3 separate regions of the Sus scrofa genome follow, and regions 1 and 2 are each linked to region 3. A link is a contact called in public promoter capture Hi-C data. All regions are on one chromosome and are shown on one strand. Each heading gives the region's core, a stretch centred on a gene start, on an enhancer-like site or on the middle of the called end of the contact. The rest is flanking DNA. Distances are from core to core; before and after follow the strand shown. Region 1 holds the start of ACSM3 (acyl-coenzyme A synthetase ACSM3, mitochondrial). Region 2 holds the start of LYRM1 (LYR motif-containing protein 1). Region 3 holds the start of EEF2K (eukaryotic elongation factor 2 kinase).

What was found. Promoter capture Hi-C pulls out the DNA fragments that hold promoters and counts their contacts.
Region 1: a contact with region 3 is called in a promoter capture Hi-C map of liver, with 4 times the contacts expected there. The contact joins the promoter of ACSM3 here to the promoter of EEF2K in region 3. A contact is called at or near these places in 1 of 5 promoter capture datasets (liver) and 1 of 2 datasets of contacts at active chromatin or transcription factors (alveolar macrophages).
Region 2: a contact with region 3 is called in a promoter capture Hi-C map of liver, with 6 times the contacts expected there. The contact joins the promoter of LYRM1 here to the promoter of EEF2K in region 3. A contact is called at or near these places in 2 of 5 promoter capture datasets (fetal skeletal muscle and liver) and 2 of 2 datasets of contacts at active chromatin or transcription factors (alveolar macrophages and skeletal muscle).

The regions. Positions count from the first base shown.
Region 1 is chr3:25,282,632-25,285,331 of Sscrofa11.1, forward strand. It overlaps ACSM3 (acyl-coenzyme A synthetase ACSM3, mitochondrial), which reads right to left and starts at 1,432. Exons shown (of 14, transcript XM_021086514.1): 1 at 1,246-1,432.
Region 2 is chr3:25,150,723-25,153,422 of Sscrofa11.1, forward strand. It overlaps LYRM1 (LYR motif-containing protein 1), which reads right to left and starts at 1,290. Exons shown (of 4, transcript XM_021086518.1): 1 at 1,164-1,290. It overlaps DCUN1D3 (DCN1-like protein 3), which reads left to right and starts at 779. Exons shown (of 4, transcript XM_021086516.1): 1 at 779-966.
Region 3 is chr3:23,978,955-23,981,654 of Sscrofa11.1, forward strand. EEF2K (eukaryotic elongation factor 2 kinase) reads right to left here and starts at 1,277. Exons shown (of 19, transcript XM_003124551.6): 1 at 926-1,277.

The sequences.
Region 1 (2,700 bases), core at 182-2,681, 1.3 Mb after region 3:
ATCCTTCAAACAAACTTTGAAAAGAAAATTGACCAGTCATTTGGAGCTTAAAGTGAGCCTAACCATTGTGTTCTGCCAAATACCAGCATCCTCCTCATCAAAACCATAAGACTATCTTTTCCCCAACAAAGTTCTTTTCCTGTTTTTCCAGAGATTTTAGCATTTCATAAAATCCATTTTCCAGGTTTCTAATACTATTTGCAGGTAAAAAAGATCTGAGACAACTTTCCCAGTGTGAGTCCAGATTTTTGTACTGAGCCATAGAAAACTCATCTAATAAAGATGGTACCAGTGCTGATCAGACAGGCTTTTGAAAGTATTTAAGGTCTCATCAGACATGCAGCCTCTACATCTATATAAACAGCAGTGCCAAGGGGATTTTCACCTCCCCACATCTCCGTAAATACCTTCTCCATCAAGTAATCCAAGTAATAACCATGGGTTGGCATATATACCCTCAAAGCAAGATGAAACCCCTACTGTTCTCCGCAATCTAACAAGACCCTGCCTTAAACTTCCATAAGAATTTTTAGGGCTATGCTTGACCACCTAATAGAGAAAAGTGGCTGCCCCCAGGTTACTTCTAAGTAGACACTAGAGTGAAAACCTCAGCTTAGTCTACTTGGACTCAACTGAATTTTTTTTCCAAAACATCTTAACAAGTTAATCTGTGCACATAATTTTTAAAAAATTAAATAGCACGAAAAGCTCAAAATGAAAGAAACTCAGCTGCTATGTTTACAGCCTTTTTGTATGTACATAGTCCTAGTCACTTACTAGATAGAATTATTAACAATAACTGAGAAATTCTGATAGAAACACATTGGCTGCCCAGGATTTCAGGAGAGCACTTTTAATTTCTTTTTGTCTGTTTGTTTGCTTGCTTGTTATCTCTGCTCAAAAGTACATGTGGGCCAGCCCAGAAAACTTTGCATAGGAGACAGATAAAGTGATACTCACTAAAGTGACAGATTCCAACACAGCAGGAGATGATAGCAGACCTGTTTCTAGAAGAGTAACCCTGAAACTTGAACTCTTCTATCTACGTTGGTCTTGGCAGTAGCCGCAAGAGAATGGAAAAGTTGTGGGACAGTCAGAAGCAGTAAGATGTGCCCAGAGTGCCTTTCCTGGATTGGTGGAGCCATTCTGGAGGGAGGAGCAGAAGTTCTGGGCCAAGTTTACCTTGGAGATTTACACAGTCCCCTGAGACTGTTCCTTTTATAATTAATGAGTTACTGGACTTACTGTCATGACTCAGCAGATCTGTGAGGAACCCAGGATCTGTGAGGATTCAGGTTCCGTCTCTGGCCTCAGTGGGTCAGTGGGCTGTGGATCTTGCAGCCGTAAGCTGCAGACGTGGCTTGGATCCTTCCTTGCTGTGGCTGCGGTGTAGGCTGGCAGCTGGAGCTTCGATTGGTCCCCTAGCCTGGGAACTTCCATATGCCGTGGGTGTGCCCCTGAAAAGGAAAAAATAAAGAAGTTAATGATTTTCATACACCACAGGTTTTGGGGAGGCTGGGGAAGTAATGCATTTACATGGAGGGAAAGTGTCCATGGAGCTCCTGGAGAGGTTAGTCCTGTTTACAGGTGATTGTGTTTAGGGTGCAGTTAAGCCAGGGAGAAGGACAAGGAAAGTCTCTAAGCTGTTCAGTTTTAAAGTATTCATTTCTAAAAGAAGCATAGGGATCTAACTTTTTTCTTGGGTGTATAAGATGCCTATATTATTACGTGTATTCCTTGAGAGGGAACCAGGATCCTGCCTCAAGGCTGTACAGTTGCCTGACTGTTCCTCCCCTCCCTGATCAGTAACTATCTGACCATGTCCCTATAGGAACTCAGGGAAGGTCATGGTAGCTGAGTAAGACTCATTTCCTAAGAACAAGAAATGGGGTACACAAAAAGGCTTTTGCACCCAGGAGCCCCACAGTCCGGTTTCGCTATCACTTTATCGATCATTTTGGGAGCTGAATTCAGTTGAAAAACTTTGAGCACCTACTATGGGCTAGGCACTATGCTAGGCACTGAGGATGAAAAGAAAAACTAAACAATTTCAGCGAGCTCTCTCTGTGCCTCCTGACACCACAGCAAGGCCAGTGTAATGAGACTTCTTTTCACAAGCAACTGAGGACCTCCAGAAATAGATGCTGCACAATCTCCACCAATGACATTTTGAAAAGTAAAGGCGGAAGCAAAGGTGAAAGCCAAAAATAAGATTTTTGGATATAATGGTCAATCTGGGGTTAGAATAAAAGATGACTTTCAGTTCAATGACCCTTTTGCAGATTACTTCCATTGGAATTTGTGGGAACTCAAATCTGGCAACAACTTTTGTACTGGAGCAGTAGTTGAGGGTGAGTGCTGCCCACCATAGCTGTTAACCAAAGGTCTTTGCAGCCATCAGCCACTGCATCCACTGGATGGTGAGCCCTGAAGAAACTCAGGATGGAAACAGAATGCCAGCCATCAAACCATCAGACACTGTAGCCACCAACTCCCACCTGTTCCTCCCCCCCCCCCAGTGTACCCTCAAGAGACTCCGGATGAGAAAGCACAGGACACTGGCCCTAGATAGCTGAGGTGCATATCAAAGGAATGATTTCAGTGAACCCTGACTCTTGCATTTCCCATACATGGAAAAGCACTAAATCCCTTAACCAGAAATAATCTTTTGATGTTCATACTATCTGGTCTTGGTTGCAA
Region 2 (2,700 bases), core at 40-2,539, 1.2 Mb after region 3:
GGTCCCCAAACCAGCATTTTCAGCATTCCCAAACCAGGCTTCCCCTTCCTGGCCCTGGAGCCACTTCCCTTGGCAGGTTCCCCACGCCAGCAGCGGGGACACCGAGCCGCCCTCGCGAGGCTGGGGTCACACAGGCTCGTCTCCTAGCAACGTCGCACCCCCCACCCTCACCCATCCCTGCCCCTTGGGAGCCAACCCCTTCCCCCAGTCTCCCGCGCCAGGAGTCAGCGTCTCCATTCTCTACACTCACTCTGCGTCAGTCCAGCCTTCCCCCACCCACAGAAGCGCCGCAGCCTACGGCAGACTGGGAGGAGGCGGCGCCGGGAGCCCAGCTGAGCCGTGGTCGACAGAGCTTAAGCAGGTCCGGTAGGCCAGGCCAGACCAAACCACCAGACGAACCTCCGTGGGAGCATTCGTACCAGGTCGGGGGTAGGCTAGAGCCTTCCTTAAACGTCACACTCTAGACCACCCTCCACCGTATTCGCAACAATTATAGCCAAGTTCAACCTTTTCTTATTTTTCCTTTCCCCCTTCCGCTCTCCTCTCCCCCGGATTCCAGCCCCCCCCCCGAAAATGGGCCAGTCCATCTCCTCCTAGCCCTCCCTCCGCGTCGCTAGGTCTTTGCCCTTACTTGGCGACGGCTTCGTACGTCTTTGCGTACGTCGTGACGCAACCTGCCCCTCGTTCCCTCCCCGCCCTTCTCCTATTCCGCCTCCCGGAGCGGGCGGCCCGCGGGGTTACCGGAAGTGATGATGCAGGAGGCGATGGAGGGGGCGGGGTTTCGGGGCGGCCGCCGCCGGTGGGCCGCAGATGAAGAGGAGGCGGCGGCAGTGGTGGAAGAAGAGGCGGCGGCGGCGGTGGGGGTAGGGTGCTTGAAGACGCGAGCGGGGATGGTAGGTGGTTTGGACCTGCCGGGCCGCCGTCGTTTCCAGAAAGGGTTTGACTGGAGGAACCTCTGGAGCAGCTGTGAGTTTGGGGGTTGGGGGGTGTATGAGGAAAAGGGGAGGCTTTGGGAGATGAAGGGGCGGGGGTTTGGGTACCTTCGAGAAAGGGGGGTAGAAGGGGAGGAGTGGAAATCGGCGCCTTGTCTGGACTGGTCCCGCTGGAGGAAGACGCTGTGAGGGGGCCCTGTGGCGTGTCAGCCCCAGGCTCAGAAAACTTACCTACTGTCTCTGCCCCTCCACCGCCGGCACCCCCCACCCGCCACCCAAGGCCTGGGGCTCTGGGGGCCGGAGCTGCCCTGGAGGGAGTGCAAACTCTAGTCTTCTGCCCCTGGTAAGTGCAGTGAGGTAGGAGCCCAAGCAGGAGGTGGTGGGTGAATCTCCAGCTCCTCCGCCCTCATTTCCCTCCCCACCCCCATCCTTCTCTTTAATCATTAACAGCCCTGGAATTAAGGGGCTCAGACCTGGAGGCCTTCCTATGCACCTTTGCTGTAAACGATAACCATCTGTGCCTGAGGTAATGGGGCTGGAAGCTTTGCCTGTATCCTGTATAGGAAGTGGGACAGGGTGACAAATGTATTGTTTTTTTCTATTCTCCCCCACCCCCATCCTCCCCCATGCATACCCCTCCTTTCCACTTTAATTCTCCGTGGCTAAGTAGTAATCGTGTTTTTTTCTTTTTCTTTTTCCCTTTCGTCTTGGTACCTTCTTTTGAATTTGGTGTTCTGCTTCTATCCCAGATCTTAACTTCAAGCTTTGTAATACTTCAGTTACAAGCTGTGTCTCTTTGGGAGTACTTCTCAATGCCCGGTCGCTCCCGATTAAGATAAGCATTTTCTCCTAAGAATACTGGAATTCCAAAGCCTTGCAGGGATTCCTGAATGGCATCATAGTCCAGGAATCAAGGTCTCTTCCTCTGAATACTTTATATGTGAGGAATTTAAATGTTGTCAACTCTTTCCAGAATGTTTTGATCTTAGGCTAATTCTGGATTTCTGTGTTTTTCTCCACCCACACTTCATAATGCACTTTGGAGAAGAGAAAACCCCATGTACTTTTTTGTTTCTACAATTTGACAATAGCTCTTTTATCTTTCTCTCCACTTGTGTGTCTGGCACACAAGTCTTCGATGACACATTTGGCTTGTACTGATTTCCATCTTATTTATTTAGCTGAATGTTTGTATATAAGTGGCGTTAAATAAGACATTGTGACTTGTTTAGTTTTGTTTTAAGGAAGAAGGTAAACCAATAAGGGATGTAAAAAAATCATTTGAAAATTGCAAAGAATGATTGAAGAAGAAGATCTCCGTTGATATTCTGTTGGTTTAAGGGGGAAAAAAATGTAGTGCTACTTTAGCCTTTTGTAGGGATTTCAGAGTGAAGTGTGATGATTCCTATTTTGGTGTTGATATTTTCTTTGGAAATCTTTTTTGGATTATAAATTTGGAAATAAATTCTTTGTTGAATCTGGAGCTGTGTTTTCTGAAGAACTTGAAGAGTTGGTGCCCAAATTTTAGGGATCATTTGATTAGAAAAAGTCCATAAATCCTGTTCCTCTGCAACTGAATTTATATGCTTATTGCTAGACAAATTATCATAACATGGGTTCCATTCTACTCATCGGGGCTTTCAAGCCTGATAAAACAGAATATTTAATGCTTTGATTGTACAAGTAATGGCATGTTTAGATGTTTCACAGAAATGTAACAGAAGAAAAAAATGACTACTTTTCTCATTTTAGCTGAATTGGAATCATT
Region 3 (2,700 bases), core at 27-2,526:
AGGTGTTGTGGAGCCCACAGAGGGAGAAGACACCTGCACAACTCCACCCCTATACCCTTCCTCCTCCCACTGGCATCCTTTCCAGCTCAGCTCAAGCATCACTTTCTTCAGGAAGTCTTGCCCAATAACCTTCCCCCCAACACACACACACACAGCGTTTGCTCTCCGCTCTCACCTGCTCGCTCTATATTCCCACAGTTCCGGGTATCTGCCCTTGGCTCATTCTGAGCCTCAAGTTCCTCCTCCGTAAAATCAGAGGGGGTGGACAATGTCCTGGCTGATGGGCCCCAAGGCAGGCAGCTTCCAGGGTGGAGGTCCCAGAAGTCAGGCTCTCACACCGCGTCCCCACGGGGCAGACGGAGCAGCCCCCCTCCCTCTCACTAGCCGGACAACCAGGCTGGTTCCCCGCGTTCCCCCAGGCCCGCGGAGCGGATCTAGGCCGGGACTCACCCGGTAGGCTCCCGCCCCCGCGTCGCCGCCCGCATATTAATGCCCAGTCTCTTGGCGCACACGTCCCCGGAGACTGCCAACACCCGAACTCCCGCAGCCAACAATGCAGCAAGGGCGCGTCTACACTGTCCTCGGGGTTCTGGGAATTAGGGCCTCTTGTTCGGGGGCCGGGGAAGGGGACGTGGCTCTGGGCCCTGCAGGGGAAGGAAGGCAGGGCTGTCCCCACCCTCTGCGGGCCCCGAGGCGCCCCGGCTGGCGGCCCCCAAGCTGCCTCTCCCACACCATCACGTGCCGAGTAGTTTTCCTATAGTCACTGCCGTGAATCTGCACGACGGCCCCATTTTACAGAAGCAAACACTGAGCCCCGAAGAGCCTAACCCTCACCCGTCCCTTCCGCCTGGGTCCTCACTTTTAAGCCCCAGCCTGTTTGCAGCGCCCGATCCCGGCTCTCAGAGCCAACCGCCACCCCACCTACCTGCTCCGGGCGGACAGGCGAGGCAGCCGCTGCTCACGGCCGCGAGGATCCAGAGGAGCTGGCAGAAGCTCGTGGCCCGGTGCTCCAGGGTGCAGGGCGGGCGGGCCCCCCGAGAGCGCCGGGGAGCGGAGAGCCGGGCGCGCAGGCGGGCGCTCCAAGGAGGCAGCTGCGGCCGCCGGACCGATCCCGGGGCGCAAGGGGGCACGCGGGGCTGCTGGAAGGATCCCGTGTGCTGGGGGCGCGTTCCAAGGGCGCGGGCGCAGACCACTGTCTGCGGAGCTGGGGCGGCTGCAGCGCTGGGTGTGCGGGCGGCGGATCCCCACTGGAGCCGAGCTGGAGCTGGGGCTTGGGTAGGAGGAGGCAGGCAGGGGCGGGGCCACGGCCGGGCGGGCACTCGGTGCATCGTTCACGTGGCCGCCCTCCCGTGGCCGTCACCGCTTTTGCAGCCGCCGCGTGGACCTGCCGGCGCTCCGTCCCCAGCTCCCCAGCCTGCTGAGTATACGGCTTCAGGGCCCATCGGGTGGGGAGGGCCTGGCACTGACCCGCCAAGGGACAGCCAACTCCTCCCTTGCGCACCGCACCTTACCATCCTCCATAGCTGGCTGCCTCGTTCTGTATTCAAGTCCTTTCCAAAGAGTGATCGCATGTCGTCGTTGGTACTTCTCTAAGCATAACCTTAAAATATTTTTATCAAGAATGGATCGCCCCCCCATCCCACCCCGGATTTCTGCTTCGTAAAAACTTAGGCGCTTATGACTACGGCAATCATGTGTATAATTTTTCTATTCTTTATTTTTGTCTTTTTAGGGCCCCACCCACTGGCATATGGAGGTTCCCAGGCTAGGCCTCTGAGCCGAGCTAAGGCTGCTGGCCCACGCCACAGCCACAGCATCGCTGGATCTGAGCCACGTCTGCGACCTACACCACAGCTCACGGCAATGCCAGATCCTTAACCCACTGAGTGAGCCAGGGATCAAACCTGCCACCTCATGGTTCCTAGTTGGATTTGTTTCCGGGGCGCCACGTCAGGAACACTAACTTTTAAATGTTTTCAATTTATAATGTTGTGCCAATTTCTGCTGTACAGCAAAGCAACCCAGTCACACATGTACATACATTCTGTCTCTTATATCATCTTCCATGGTGTCTATCTCAAGAGACTGGATACAATTCTCTATGCTATACAGTAGGAATGTGTATAATTGTTTAATATCATCTCTAGAGGTCCCTGACCTGCCTAGTACATTGCTGTCTGTATTCCTGTTAGCACATGGCCTGGCACATAGTAAGTGCTTAATAAATGCCTGTGATATGAATGAATAGATATGAAAAGTTATAAAGAAGAAAAGGCAATAAAACGAATGATAACTACTGTGCACACATGGATATTCTTCCAGATAAACCTTCTAGGGAAATTTTAGAAATTTCACAACTCTTAGAAATAAAAGTAACAGTGATGTTTATCGAGTGATTTATCTCATTCCTCTTCACACCAACCCTAGAGGTAGGTCTCACTAGCTTTACTCTACAGATCATAAAAATGAGGCTTTAACAAATACCGTAGGATGTCGCTTATATCTGGAATCTAATATACGGCACAAATGAAGCTTGTCACAGAAAAGAAATGCATGGACTTGGAGAACAGACTTGTGGTTACCAAGGTGGGGGAGGGAGTGGGATGGACTGGGAGCTTGGGGTTCATAGATGCAAACTACTGCATTTGGAGGGGATAAGCAATGAGATCTTGCTGTGTAGCACAGAGAACTATATCTAGT